Linked DNA regions of Pan troglodytes: region 2 is linked to region 1. A link is a contact called in public HiChIP or PLAC-seq data. All regions are on one chromosome and are shown on one strand. Each heading gives the region's core, a stretch centred on a gene start, on an enhancer-like site or on the middle of the called end of the contact. The rest is flanking DNA. Distances are from core to core; before and after follow the strand shown.

Region 1 (5,954 bases), core at 234-2,733:
TCAATCTCTCCACTTTTTTGTAAATAGCTGTTCCATACCTTCTCAGGTTGCTCTGTGTACTCTTCAGTTTTGTTAGTCAGGTATTCCAGAAAGAATCTGTTTTCAGCCTGGACAAGTAACTTTTCTCGGTGTAGCTCCCTGGATTCCTCCAGTAGCTGTTTCCGCTGGGTTTGAGCTTGTTTTATATGCTTGTTCAGATCCGTCATTTCCGCCACTATCTTTTCTTTAAGCCTTGTCTCTACCTTTGTTAGCTTCTCTGGCTTGACAAAATTATTTATTAGACTATGATACGGTGGAAGGAGCCTTCTGGGGCCCTCAGCAAACCTGAAAGAACAAACGAGACATTCCTCTGTCAGTTAATGAAACTTTAGGAAGTAAGTGCACAACTGTCCTTCATTCATACAAGAGAATATTTCTGAGCACCAGAATGTTCCAGACATTATGCAAGGTGTGGGGAATCCAGCTAGTGGTAAAGGATGAGGAATGTAGCTCGTCATTTACAACGTGCATTCACTACAACCCTGGGAGGTATTACCTCAGTTTTAAAAAAGGAGAAAACAGGTTCAGAGAGTTTAAGTGACTTGCCCATGACTCACACCACTAGCAAGTGGCAGAGCCTGGGTATTAAAGCCAGATCTTATGACTTACTGAACACTGTTCGCAGCTACAAAGGGTCACAGAAACAGACTGGTTGGTCAGGAGTAGAAATAATTTTCTAGGCTCTTTCATCATCTTTCCTGAGTTTCTGAGGGACCTTCAGTGACGAGGAAGCTCCCCTCCAGTACCTACTTGCACCTGGAATCCAAGCATTCATCCTGAAGGTCACGGCAACTGTGTAGTTCACTGAGGGTGACTGCCAAGGAATGAGCGCTAGCATCAGGAACCTGCGTCTGCAACTCGCGGCAACAATGTGCAAGTGTGGAAAGCTCCCGTAGTTTATTCTTTCGGTGCTCAAAGGGTCTCGGTGCTGCCCAGCAACCCTGGAGACTGCACCCTGCTCCAGTCCCGGCTGGTCCAGCCCTGAACTGTTTAACCGCCTCGGCTACCGAATAAGCCCGAGCAGCCGGTCCTCCAGTGGCTCCGCTCCCCGTTCTCTGTGGGCTCAAAATGACAGGCATGCTCCTCGTTTCCTTGCTGTGTGAGCCCTGCCCTCGGGACCCCATCTCTTCTGGCCTTCCTCCGGGAGACAAAAGCCCTCCCAGGCTGCAGAGATCAGCGCCCTTTTCCTAGCTCCCTTCAGCCTTCCTCTCGCTTGCTCAGCGCCCCCACTTCCTCGCCACTGTCACTAGTTGACTCACCAGCCCTGCCCGACGCTAAGAAGATGCCCTGGCAACCGCCGCGCCCCTTCACCCGCTCCTTTCTGACGCTGTGGTGGTTTTCGTTCGCAGCCCAGAACATTGCGGAAGTTTCTCTACCCATGCGGTGTCTCTATGGTCGGGTGGGTGGGGCCAGGAGGAAGATGGCGGCGTCCGCAGCTGCCGCTGAGCCCCAGGCTTCTGGGGGTCCGCAGCACCCAGTGTGTCTGTTGGTGTTGGGAATGGCGGGATCCGGGAAAACCACTTTTGTACAGGTGACGTACACAGCATGGGTGTAGTAGGGGAGCGCAAAAGGTTGCCTCCGGCAGGCGGAAGGCCAGGAAGAAAGGGAGGGAGGTCTTCCAGGATTTGGAGGGTACCGGCGCATGGCTTTCGGGGGCTTCCCATCAACTTTAGTTCCTTCCCCGGCAAAGCCTCCTCGGGCCCTAGCCAGGTTAATTAAGGCTCTCTTCTGCGCACCTTCAGGGCATACTCGGTCCAGCTTACCACGTTGTACAGGAATTGTCTTGCTGATAAAATTGCGTTTCTCGGAGGCAAGTTACAAGTAACTTTAAAGATTAATACAGTGCTAGCACACAGGTTTTGGTGAAGATTTGCCAAATATTTCTTGCACGCCTGTCATGTTCCATTCACTGGGGATATAGCGAAAATGAGGTTGACAAGATTCATTCATGGGGCCAAATATTTAATGGAGGAGATAGAGAAAACCCACATACGAAGAATCAAAACAAGTAAACAAGTGACTACGAGTAGGGGAAGCTTTGTTAGATGGGTGATGAAGAAAGGTAGCATTTGAACTGAGAGTTGTATCTTGGAGGTGGACATGGTGGATATTTCAGGTAGAAGAAAATCTAAGTGCAATATTCTTAAGGCATGGGTGTTAAAGGAATGGAAGTTCTCTCTTGTCCCCTCTTTGTCTCCTTCCAACCCTCTCCCCATATCTCTGCAGAGGCTCACAGGACACCTGCATGCCCAAGGCACTCCACCGTATGTGATCAACCTGGATCCAGCAGTACATGAAGTTCCCTTTCCTGCCAATATTGGTGAGTAAACCAGTAACATAACTTGTGTGCAGTGCTTTAAAGAGAATGGAAAAGGCCAGGCGTGGTGGCTCACGGCTGTAATCTCAGCACTTTGGGAGGCCGAGGCAGGTAGATCACGAGGTCAGGATTTCAAGACCAGCCTGGCCAAGATGGTGAAACCCCATTTCTACTAAAAATACAAAAAATTAGCCAGGCACGGTGGCAGGCACCTGTAATTCCAGCTACTCGGGAGGCTGAGGCAGGAGAATTGCTTGAACCCAGGTGGCAGAGGTTGCAGGGAGCCAAGATCGTGCCACTGCACTCCAGCCTGGTCAATAGAGTGAGACTCTGTAAAGCCTCCAGCCTACCAGTCTTCAGTGCCTTCTTTTTTCATGTTTTCTAAACTATCTACTTTCATTTCCTTTGGATTTGCTTGCGTTCCTAAACAGCTTAGGTTTTTTTTTTTTTTTTTTTTTTTTTTTAGACAGAGTCGCTGTCACCCAGGCCAGAGTGCAGTGGCGTGATTCACAGGTCACTGCAGCCTCAACATCCCAGGCTCAAGTGATCCTCCCACCTCAGCCTCCTGCCACTATGCTGGGCTAGTTTTGTTTTGTTTGGAGAGACAAGGCCTCTCTATGTTGCCCAGGCTGGTCTTGAACTCCTGGGCTCAAGTAATCCTCCTGCCTTGGCCTCCCAAAGTGCTGGGATTATAGGTGTGAGCCACTGTGCCCAGCCTAACTCCTTTTAAAAAATCATGTCTGCATTGCCGTTGCGTTGCCTTTGTCAGTAATAGGCAATTAGTAAGAAGCATTTTTTTCCCCCTTGATTTTTGCCTCCCTTTTTCTAGGCATGTTTAAGTTGCATGAAACTTTGCACTTTGTGGAGACAAAACTCTTTGCCACAACTTTAGAGCTCCTAGGCCTAACATTCTTCATGATTTACTTGGCATTTATTCTTTGTAAGGAAGGAAACCAGTGTGAAAGTGGAGGTGGTAGAAGAGAATGCTGACAGGAGAAGGCTAGAAGGCCAGTTTTACTTTCCTGGTGGTAGGGAATGTGTATGTATTACATTCCAGTTAATTCTTTTTTTTTCTCCTCAGATATTCGTGACACTGTAAAGTATAAAGAAGTAATGAAACAGTATCCTTTTCCATCTACTTTGGTCTTGACTCATTCCTGGCTTCTTGTCTGTGTATTTTGTGGCTTAAAAGAGTGTTTTTGCCTTTTCCTTGTGAAATATACAAGCAAAAGGATGGAAGCTGATTGTGGGAGAGGTAGGTGATCAGAAATACTATTTCAGCTTGAGATTTTAGTTTTCTTACCATCTCCCCAGATGGCAGGCTGTTGTAATTAAAGAGCAGAGAGTATGATAGGATAACTGACAGCTACCTGGGTCCCACAAGGTAGTATTTTGCCTTGGAGGATCATCTGTTGGTCACCACCTCTTTAGACTGGGAAACTCAGAAATGAGTGAGTTTAGTTGGATTAACTCTTAGTAAATTGCTGTATGAAATGTGTACTCTCTCCGTAGGCAAGTCTAAGTAGGAAGACTAATCATAATCAGCAGATTGCTTGATTTATTTATGAGGATCAGAGCCGGAGGTGTTATACAGGTGGCTTTAATGACCAATGCCAGTGGGCTGTCACTGCCTGATGCACCTGTATTACATTTTGGTCACTTTGTTTTCTTCATTTTGCCTGACCATTCCTAAAATCAAATGAGTGAGCCAGACCTTGATAATGACTGTTTCCCTGTGTGGTTAAGTTTGTATGGTAGTCAAGGATTAGGTTGCCAGTATCCATTAATGGAACACTAATTTCATAATGCTGTTTGTGTGAATGATAGCCTAGGTATGAACTTTATAATCTAATCTATAAGCGATTTCAGTCCTCAACTTGGTGTCTAGATATGGACTTGGACCCAATGGCGGCATAGTGACCTCACTCAATCTCTTTGCTACCAGATTTGATCAGGTATATCTGTCTTTAGTATATTAATATGGTTGTGTAAAAATCTGTGACTCTTAAATTCCTTAGCTTGATCACATTGGTAAAGAAGAGCAGCAAACGTGAGCATAAATATAGAAAATAAGTAGGCATTTTGTCAGACAGAGAAGTAGACTATGAGAAGGTGATCAGTATGGTCAGACACTTCAAATTTAATATTTGTGACAGCTAATAAAAATCCAAAAGACCTGGGTTATTTTCTTGACCTGTTCTTTGCCTGTGGTATTACCCCGAAGCTGGGATGGGGGTATTTGGGAGTGGGATGGACTAGCAGTCATGGAATGGAAAGATGATGGGGCATTTCACTTGTGATAAATATTTGTCATTCTTTAGGTTTTCTTTGTCACCTACTTCCATAAGAGTGTTTTATAATCACTGGTTTTTATACTCTGATGTTAGGCCATGAGACAGGCTGTTAACATTTTGACAAGAGATACGACTTGACATTGACAGATCAAAGTCTTCAGCTTCTCAGATCCTTGGATTGTGCCCCAAGATGGTATTGGAGTGCTGCTGATGTGGCTGTGTTGCTTTAGTTCAGCCTGTTTATTCTTTCTTGTCCTAAGATTGCAAATGTTCAGTAGGTGATTGAGGGATTCAGTAGGTGATATTGCCTGTGAGGTATGCCACCCTGGAGAGGGCTCTGTGATTTTGTGTTGAAATCGGAATTTGTTGTCATTGACATCTTTTTCTTTTAGGTGATGAAATTTATTGAGAAGGCCCAGAACATGTCCAAGTAAGTGATGTCAGTAACATCCATTTATTACTCTGTAGCTGACATATTTCTAGGCTTCATGGAGGATCTGGGATACCATCAGCCTCTGAAAGAATATAGATTGAGATGAAACCATTAGGAGTGAAAAAAAAATTGGCAAATCATTAAGATGCTTTAGAATATAGAGCTAAATTTAATATCATTTCATCCTCAATTACTTTGATCCCCAATTTACATGGCTTCTTAGGAGCTCTTTTGAGACTTTGTCCCAATTCAGTTGTCCACCTGCCTTCTCTTGGGAAACCATGCTTGTTGTCATTAAAGTATCTGAAATACCTTTCTAATTCTTATTTAAATGAATATAGTCTACATGGTTCAGAGAAAATTTTTTAATTTACAGAGTGTCAAAATAGGAAATATTTGTTCTTATGGCCATTACCCAGTTAGCTGTTGTTCAAGGTTTACTTTTTTTAAAAAAGATAATTTATTGTTTTATAAAAATTCAAACCATGCATGATATTTATAAGATGAAACCATCACCCTGATTCCCACTAGAAGTAACATCATCATTCAGCGACTAGCATTCCACATTTCTATATACACAGATAGAAGGATGAATGGATAAAAGTGCTTTTACAAAAATGGGGTACTAGAGGTAGCTTTTGTTTTGTTTTGAGACAGGGTCTTGCTCTGTCGCCTAGGCTGGAGTACAGTGTAGTGATCTCAGCTCACTGTAACTTCCACCTCCCTGGCTCAGGTGATCCTCCCACCTCAGCCTCCCAAGTAGCTGGGACTACAGGTGTGAGCCACCACACCTGGCTAATTTTTGTATTTTTGTATTTTTGGGATGGAGTCTCGCTCTATTGCCTAGGCTGGAGTGCAGTGGTGTGATCTT
Region 2 (6,397 bases), core at 140-2,639, 210 kb before region 1:
AAAAAAAAGGAGCCAAAGCAGATGAGATGAACTATAGGATCCACTCCAATCTTGAAATTTTATACCTAATTATAAAATTGTTATTAAGGTCAGTTATGAATATAAAATTTGAATCGGAAAACAAAACATTTAAGTTCATACTGTCATTCCAGAGCTAACCACAGGGAGGAGCGAGGGATCTGAAACAATTCCCAAGGGAGACAGTATTTCGCTGTTACCTGAAGCCCACCCGGTAGGTGGAGAAACACAATACCAGACCCTTTTGCCTAGACTTCAGAATGCTCTTCACAAAGACACGGTTAACCCGTCTTCCTCCCTTTCATCCCTACCGCAGTTTTCCCTCTTCTCTTTTGTAGTTTCACATCAAGTTTTACCTAATACTACTACTTTCCCCCCAATATTTTTCCTTTCCCCTTTTGTCCAGAGTAAAATTTTCTAGAAAAGCCCTTTGTAGGTAGGTTGTAATGAAAAAAATTGATGAAATGACTTACAATCAAAGAAACTATAAACTACAATTACAGGCAAATGAGAATTACTGATTAAGTTTTAGAGAAATCCTAAGAGAGAAAGAAAACGAAGCATAATAAAAAGGAAAATCTAGGGACTGACATAATTCAAGTTTTCCGAAGTTAGTAAAAGGCCCTGAAAAGAGTGCAAATGAGTGACAACTCCTGGAGGTCGGGTCCAGCCTCTGAAATTAACATGCAAGAGCCCAAGGCCAGGCAACCAAAATGTGAAACAGACTCTGCCCGGGGTTCCTTTCACTGTCAAACTCCTAGCCAAAAGAGGCTTCCCACATCACATATTTTAAATATTAAAATTTAAAAAGTTATTCATATCTATTCACCTCTCCCTTGAAAAACAAATGAATAAATAGCCCCTATTTGCGTCTTTACTCCCACACTAAACCTCACACCGTTGATGAGCCTGGAGGGCTAGGTTGGCACGAGAGGATGGCGCCAAAGCTCGGGGAGAGGGCGGTCAGTGGGCGGAAGGTGCCTCTTCCCACATGGCCGAGCCCTCGCCGCCACTGGCCACCGGCACACGGTCCCCAAGCATCGGGAGCTCCCTCTCGGCCCTGACCCCGCGGTCTCTGTCGCCCCGCAAACGGCCGCTGCGGCCGCAGGCTCCCAATTGGGACCCTTCCCAGGGGAGGACCCCATCCCCCGCTCCCTTTCTCCGTCAGATTCCCGCCCCGCAGCGGCCAGCCTATTGGCCCCTGCCTCCTCACCTCCATGGAGACGCGCCAGCCTTGCATGGCGGAGAAGCCGTAGGGCAGCGGCAGGCGCGGGGCGCCGACCCCGTCCCCGGAGCACTTCACCGTGTTGGGCTGGGAGAGGTAGGCACCCATGGCGGCGGCTGGCCGGCGGCCTCAGGTGCAGGAAAGCTGGGCGCGACCCGTGCCGGAGCCGAAGCCCCGGGGGTGCGCGCGGCAGGAGCAGGCCCCGCGGCGCGACCGACGCAAGGTGCCGGTGAAAGGCGCGAGGCCGGCCAGGAGGCGGTAACGGGACGGGAGCTGTGAGGGAGCGGAAGCGGAAACGGCGCCGCTCCAGACCCCGCCCGGCCGGCGCGGCGGGGCCAGGCGCTGCGGGCAGTCATTTCCTTAGCAACTCGCCCCGCCCGCAGGGACAACGGCCCGCCCAACGGCCGCTCCCGCGAGACTAGCGCGACCACGCCCACCAACGGCCGCCGTCCTACTCCGCTGCCTCGCGCAGGTGGCAGGTCGCCTCTGGCAGCACCTCTTCCTTCGTTCCCAGTCCCCAGCCTCTTGGCGTTTTGTCTGACGCCTCTTTTGTGTCGGACTCGACGCTTTCAGCCCGTCCTCCAGTGTTTTCATCCCCCTCTCCCCAACATTGCACTCTCAGACTCCGCAAACCCCGCCCGATTTGGTTCAATTAAAGTTGACCAGTATTTGTTCCGAGCTTAGGAAGTACTTGGCCAGGCCCTGCGAGGCATATATGAGAAGAATGTGAGTCTTTTCTGAAAGCGAAGACCTCGATCTGTGATATAATTCGAGTTAATACAATGTAGAAATGTTTGGTACAGCCTATTCTGGGTGGGAAAAGCTCAAGGATGGGAGGAGGAGCTGTTTCTTGGAGGATTGAAAGGATGTAGGCTCTCAGAGAGGATGCCTCTGGATTGCATTATGCCACAGGAAAAGGGAATAATGTTATAAGGGTTGGAGGAGTGAGGGAAGAATGTGAACTGCATTTGGGGAGGATTTCTGAGGAAGCTGGCTGGACTCGGAGAATGATTGTAAGTGGTAATATTAACTAGCTAGCTTGATAAAAAGAAGCGCCAAGATGAGTGACTTGGACTTCATTGTCGTCCTGGTGTAACCTTTGGCATCGTTTGTCTAGTCTTTGTATGCAGTGTACATTGGAGGGAGAGAGTCTGGGGCACTGTTGTGTTGTTGTTTTTTGTTTGTTTTTGAGACAGAGTCTCGCTCTGTCGCCCAGGCTACAAGCTCCGCCTCCCGGGTTCACGCCATTCTCCTGCCTCAGCCTCCCGAGTAGCTGGGACTACAGGCGCCCGCCACCACGCCTGGCTAATTTTTTGTATTTTTAGTAGAGACGAGGTTTCACCGTGTTAGCCAGGATGGTCTCCATATCCTGACCTCGTGATCCTCCCGCCTCGGCCTCCCAAAGTGTTGGGATTACAGGCGTGAGCCACCGCACCCCGCCTACTATTGTTTTTTTTTTAAGACAGAGTTTCGCTCTTGTTGCCCAGGCTGCAGTGCAGTGGCGCTATCTTGGCTCACTGCAACCTCCGCCTCCCGGGTTCAAGCGATTCTCCTGCCTCAGCCTCCCGAGTAGCTAGGATTCCACGCCTGGCTAATTTTTGTATTTTTAGTAGAGACGGGGTTTCACCATGTTGGCCAGGCTGGTCTCGAACTCCTGACCTCGTGATCTACCCGCCTCAGCCTCCCAAAGTGCTGGGATTACAGGCGTGAGCCACCGCGCCTGGCCTGGGGCACTGCTACTAGTTAGAGAGCTCTTACTCTAAGCAGGAGATGAGAAGAGCTGGGAGTAAGGTGGTACCACGCAGGGTGGCAATGGGAATCCAGATGAAAGGACAAATTAGACAATAACAAATAAGACAGATTTGGTAATAAATTGCATTCAAGGGATGGAGAGAAAAGGAGAAATTCTCCAAACTGTGACAAAATTGATTCTTTTCGGCCGGGCACAGTGGCTCACACTTGTAATCCCAGCACTTTGGGAGGCCAAGGGGGGTGGTGGATCACTTGAGGCCAGAAGTTCGAGACCAGCCTGGCCAACATGTGAAACCCGTCTCTACTAAAAATACAAAAATTAGCCAGGCGTAGTGGTGCGCTCCTGTAATCCCAGCTACTTGGGAGGCTAAGGCAGGAGAATAGCTTGAACCCCAGAGGCGGAGGTTGCAGTGAACCAAGATGGCGCCACTGCACTCCACCCTGGGTGACAGAGCAACTCCGTCTCAAAAAAAAAAAAAGATTCTTTAAAAAGATAAAACTAATCATGGCTTCTTCATGCTCTTCAGATAGTCCAAATTCCTTATAGTTTACAAGACCCTTCATGCTAATCATCCAGATTCACGTATGCCTCTCTTTAACTCTCCATTTCTCCTACAACTCTGCTTCAGCAATGTGTTTGGGTGCATCTAAAGCCATGCTTTCTCTTACACTTTTACCCATGGAGCACACCTCTCCACACCCCTCTTGACCATCACTTTCTCCAGGAAATCTCTACTATCACTATACTAGTTTGGGTCCACACTTGTTTGTCTTTCCTGATAGAATATAAGCCTTTATGAAGGCAGAAGTTCCATTAAACTTACCATTGTGTTTTCCAGCATCCCTTGCAAAGTTGTATGTGCTGAATAATATTTAAATATTTGTTGAATGAATGAATAACACCAAGATTTTGACTCTGCATAACAAAATGTGGTGGAGCCATTAACAGAAAAAGGTGCAGTTTGAGGGGATGCTAGTTTTGGGGGGAAAACAGTGGTTCAGTTTAGGGTGACAACTAATATAAAAACATTGAAAATATTAGATTGGAGTTAAGCCATGAGAGTGGAAAAGATGTTAATTAGGCTTGCAGGTTGCCAGGAACCTAGATGAGATCTCTGACCAAAGCAGCGTAGAGGGAGCCTATAAAATTACTCAGCCTTGGTTGCAGTGAGCTGAGATGGTGTCACTGCACTCCAGCCTGGGCGACAGAGTGAGACCCTGTCTCAAAAAACAAACAAATGAACAAAACAGCAACAACAAAAATTACTCAGCCTCTTCTTTCTTCTCCTTCTGCTCCTCCTCTTCCTCCTTCTTCTAAGAAATGAGGTCTTGCTATGTTGCTGAGGCTGGTCTTGAACTTCTGGGCTCAAGCAATCCTTCCACTTTAGCCTCCCAAATAGCCAGGACCACAGACATGTGCCACTATGCCCGCCTTCTTTTTTTTCTTTCTTTCTTTCTTTTTTTTCTTTTTGGCCTTTGTTTTTTCCTAAGAATGGAATGTGACATTGTTTAAAGAGCATGAATTTTGCCACGTATTACCTATGAGATCTTTCACAAGTTACTTATTCCCTCTCAGGCTAAGTTCATCTGCAAGACAGACATACAGCATCTACTCTTCAAGACTGCTTTAAGGATAAGAGGAATTGAATGTAAAGTGCTGAGTTATCCATAAATGTTGTATATTATTCAACAAAAGACTGCTGTTTAAGTGTCCATACATACACGCTAAATATGGAATGGAAGCCACATTTAATTGTGTTCACAAAAAATAGGAGGTGGCCTGAAAATAAATGGGAAAAAAACAGACAAGAAAAAAAGTGGAAAAGAAAATATAACTCGAGGCTGGGCACAGTGGCTCACGCCCGTAATCCCAGCACTTTGGGAGGCTGAGGCAGGCGGATCACTTAAGGTCAATAGTCCGAGACCAGCCTGGCCAACATGGTGAAACCCTCTCTCTACTAAAAATACTATATAAACACACACACGCACACACACAATATGACTCAAGGAAAAAGTAACGCACTGGGAGAGCAATGATGTTACAGAGAGGGGAGATAGATACTAAGGGGGATCATGGAAAGAGGTGAAAAAGGAGAAAGAGTATGAAGATTATCCCCTCACCATCCTATTCCCCTCAAAGTCACTACAGTATATTTCCAATGACGTAAAGGTTTCATGCTTTGACTAGAAGGGAGAAAGAAAAAAATTTTTAAAAAAAGGCCGGGCGCAGTGGCTCATGCCTGTAATCCCAGCACTTTGGGAGGCCGAGGCGGGTGGATCACGAGGTCAGGAGATCGAGACCATCCTGGCTAACATGGTGAAGCCCTGTCTCTACTAAAAAATACAAAAAATTAGCCGGGCGTGATGGTGGGCGCCTGTAGTCCCAGCTATTCGGGAGGCTGAGGCAGGAGAATGGCATGAACCCAGGAGGCGGAGCTTGCAGTGAGCCGAGATCGCGCCACTGCACTCCAGCCTGGGCGACAGAGCAAGACTCTGTCTAAAAAAAAAACAAAAACAAAAAAAACACCCAAAACGCAATACTGTATTCATAGATCGATTGATAATGCTGAGTCTGTCTTTAAAGTATGAGCTGCAAAAATCTGGCTAATCAGACATGGTAATAGAGCCAGCTCCTGAACATGTACTTGAGGTGTTAGTCCACATGAAAAAAGGGTTTTTATGGCAGGCATGGTGGCTCACACATGTAATCCCAGCACTTTGAGAGACTGAGGTGGGTGGATCACCTGAGGTCAAGAGTTCAAGACCAGCTTGACCAGTATGGTGAAACCCCGTCTGGCCGGGCACGGTGGTTCACGCCTGTAATCCCGGCACTTTGGGAGGCTGAGGCGGGCAGATCACGAGGTCAGGAGTTCGAGATCAGCCTGACCAACGTGGTGAAACCCCGTCTCTACTAAAAATACAAAAATCAGCTGGGCGCGGTGACACACACCTGTAATCCCAACTACTTGGGAGGTTGGGGCAGGAGAATCGCTTCAACCCAGGAGGCAGAGGTTGCAGTGAGCTGAGATCGTGCCATGGCACTCCAGCCTGGGCAATAGAGCGAGACTTTGTCTCAGAAAAAAAAAAAGAAACCCTGTCTCTACTAGAACTACAAAATTAGCAGGGTATGGTGGCAACATGCCTGTAATTCCAGCTACTTGGGAGGCTGAGGCAGGAGAATCACTTGAACCTGGGAGGCAGAAGTTGCAGTGAGCCGAGATTGCGCCACTGCACCCCAGTCTGGGTGACAGTGCAAAACTCCGTCTCAAAAAAAAAAAAAAAGAAATTATGAACCCTGAGGCATGTAATTATAGATCTCTGGGAATGTTGCCAGCCTGGGAGACATTGCCTTAAAGGTTAAATGTGGATGGGCGTGGTGGCTCACACTTGTAACCCCAGCAC

Evidence for each region. HiChIP or PLAC-seq counts read pairs in DNA pulled down with a chosen protein or histone mark.
Region 2: an H3K4me3 HiChIP or PLAC-seq map of stem cell-derived excitatory neurons shows a contact between it and region 1, with 5 times the contacts expected there. The contact joins the promoter of PPM1G here to the promoter of CCDC121 in region 1. A contact is called at or near these places in 1 of 7 Hi-C or Micro-C datasets (stem cell-derived neural progenitor cells) and 1 of 1 datasets of contacts at active chromatin or transcription factors (stem cell-derived excitatory neurons).

The regions. Positions count from the first base shown.
Region 1 is chr12:95,226,549-95,232,502 of NHGRI_mPanTro3-v2.0_pri, reverse strand. CCDC121 (coiled-coil domain containing 121) reads right to left here and starts at 1,483. Exons shown (of 2, transcript XM_009442208.4): 1 at 790-1,483; 2 at 1-324. The coding sequence starts at 1,163. It overlaps GPN1 (GPN-loop GTPase 1), which reads left to right and starts at 1,322. Exons shown (of 14, transcript XM_525723.8): 1 at 1,322-1,570; 2 at 2,266-2,359; 3 at 3,438-3,477; 4 at 4,245-4,311; 5 at 5,043-5,080. The coding sequence starts at 1,322.
Region 2 is chr12:95,439,920-95,446,316 of NHGRI_mPanTro3-v2.0_pri, reverse strand. PPM1G (protein phosphatase, Mg2+/Mn2+ dependent 1G) reads right to left here and starts at 1,389. Exons shown (of 10, transcript NM_001246455.1): 1 at 1,232-1,389. The coding sequence starts at 1,351. It also overlaps a transcript of NRBP1 not described here.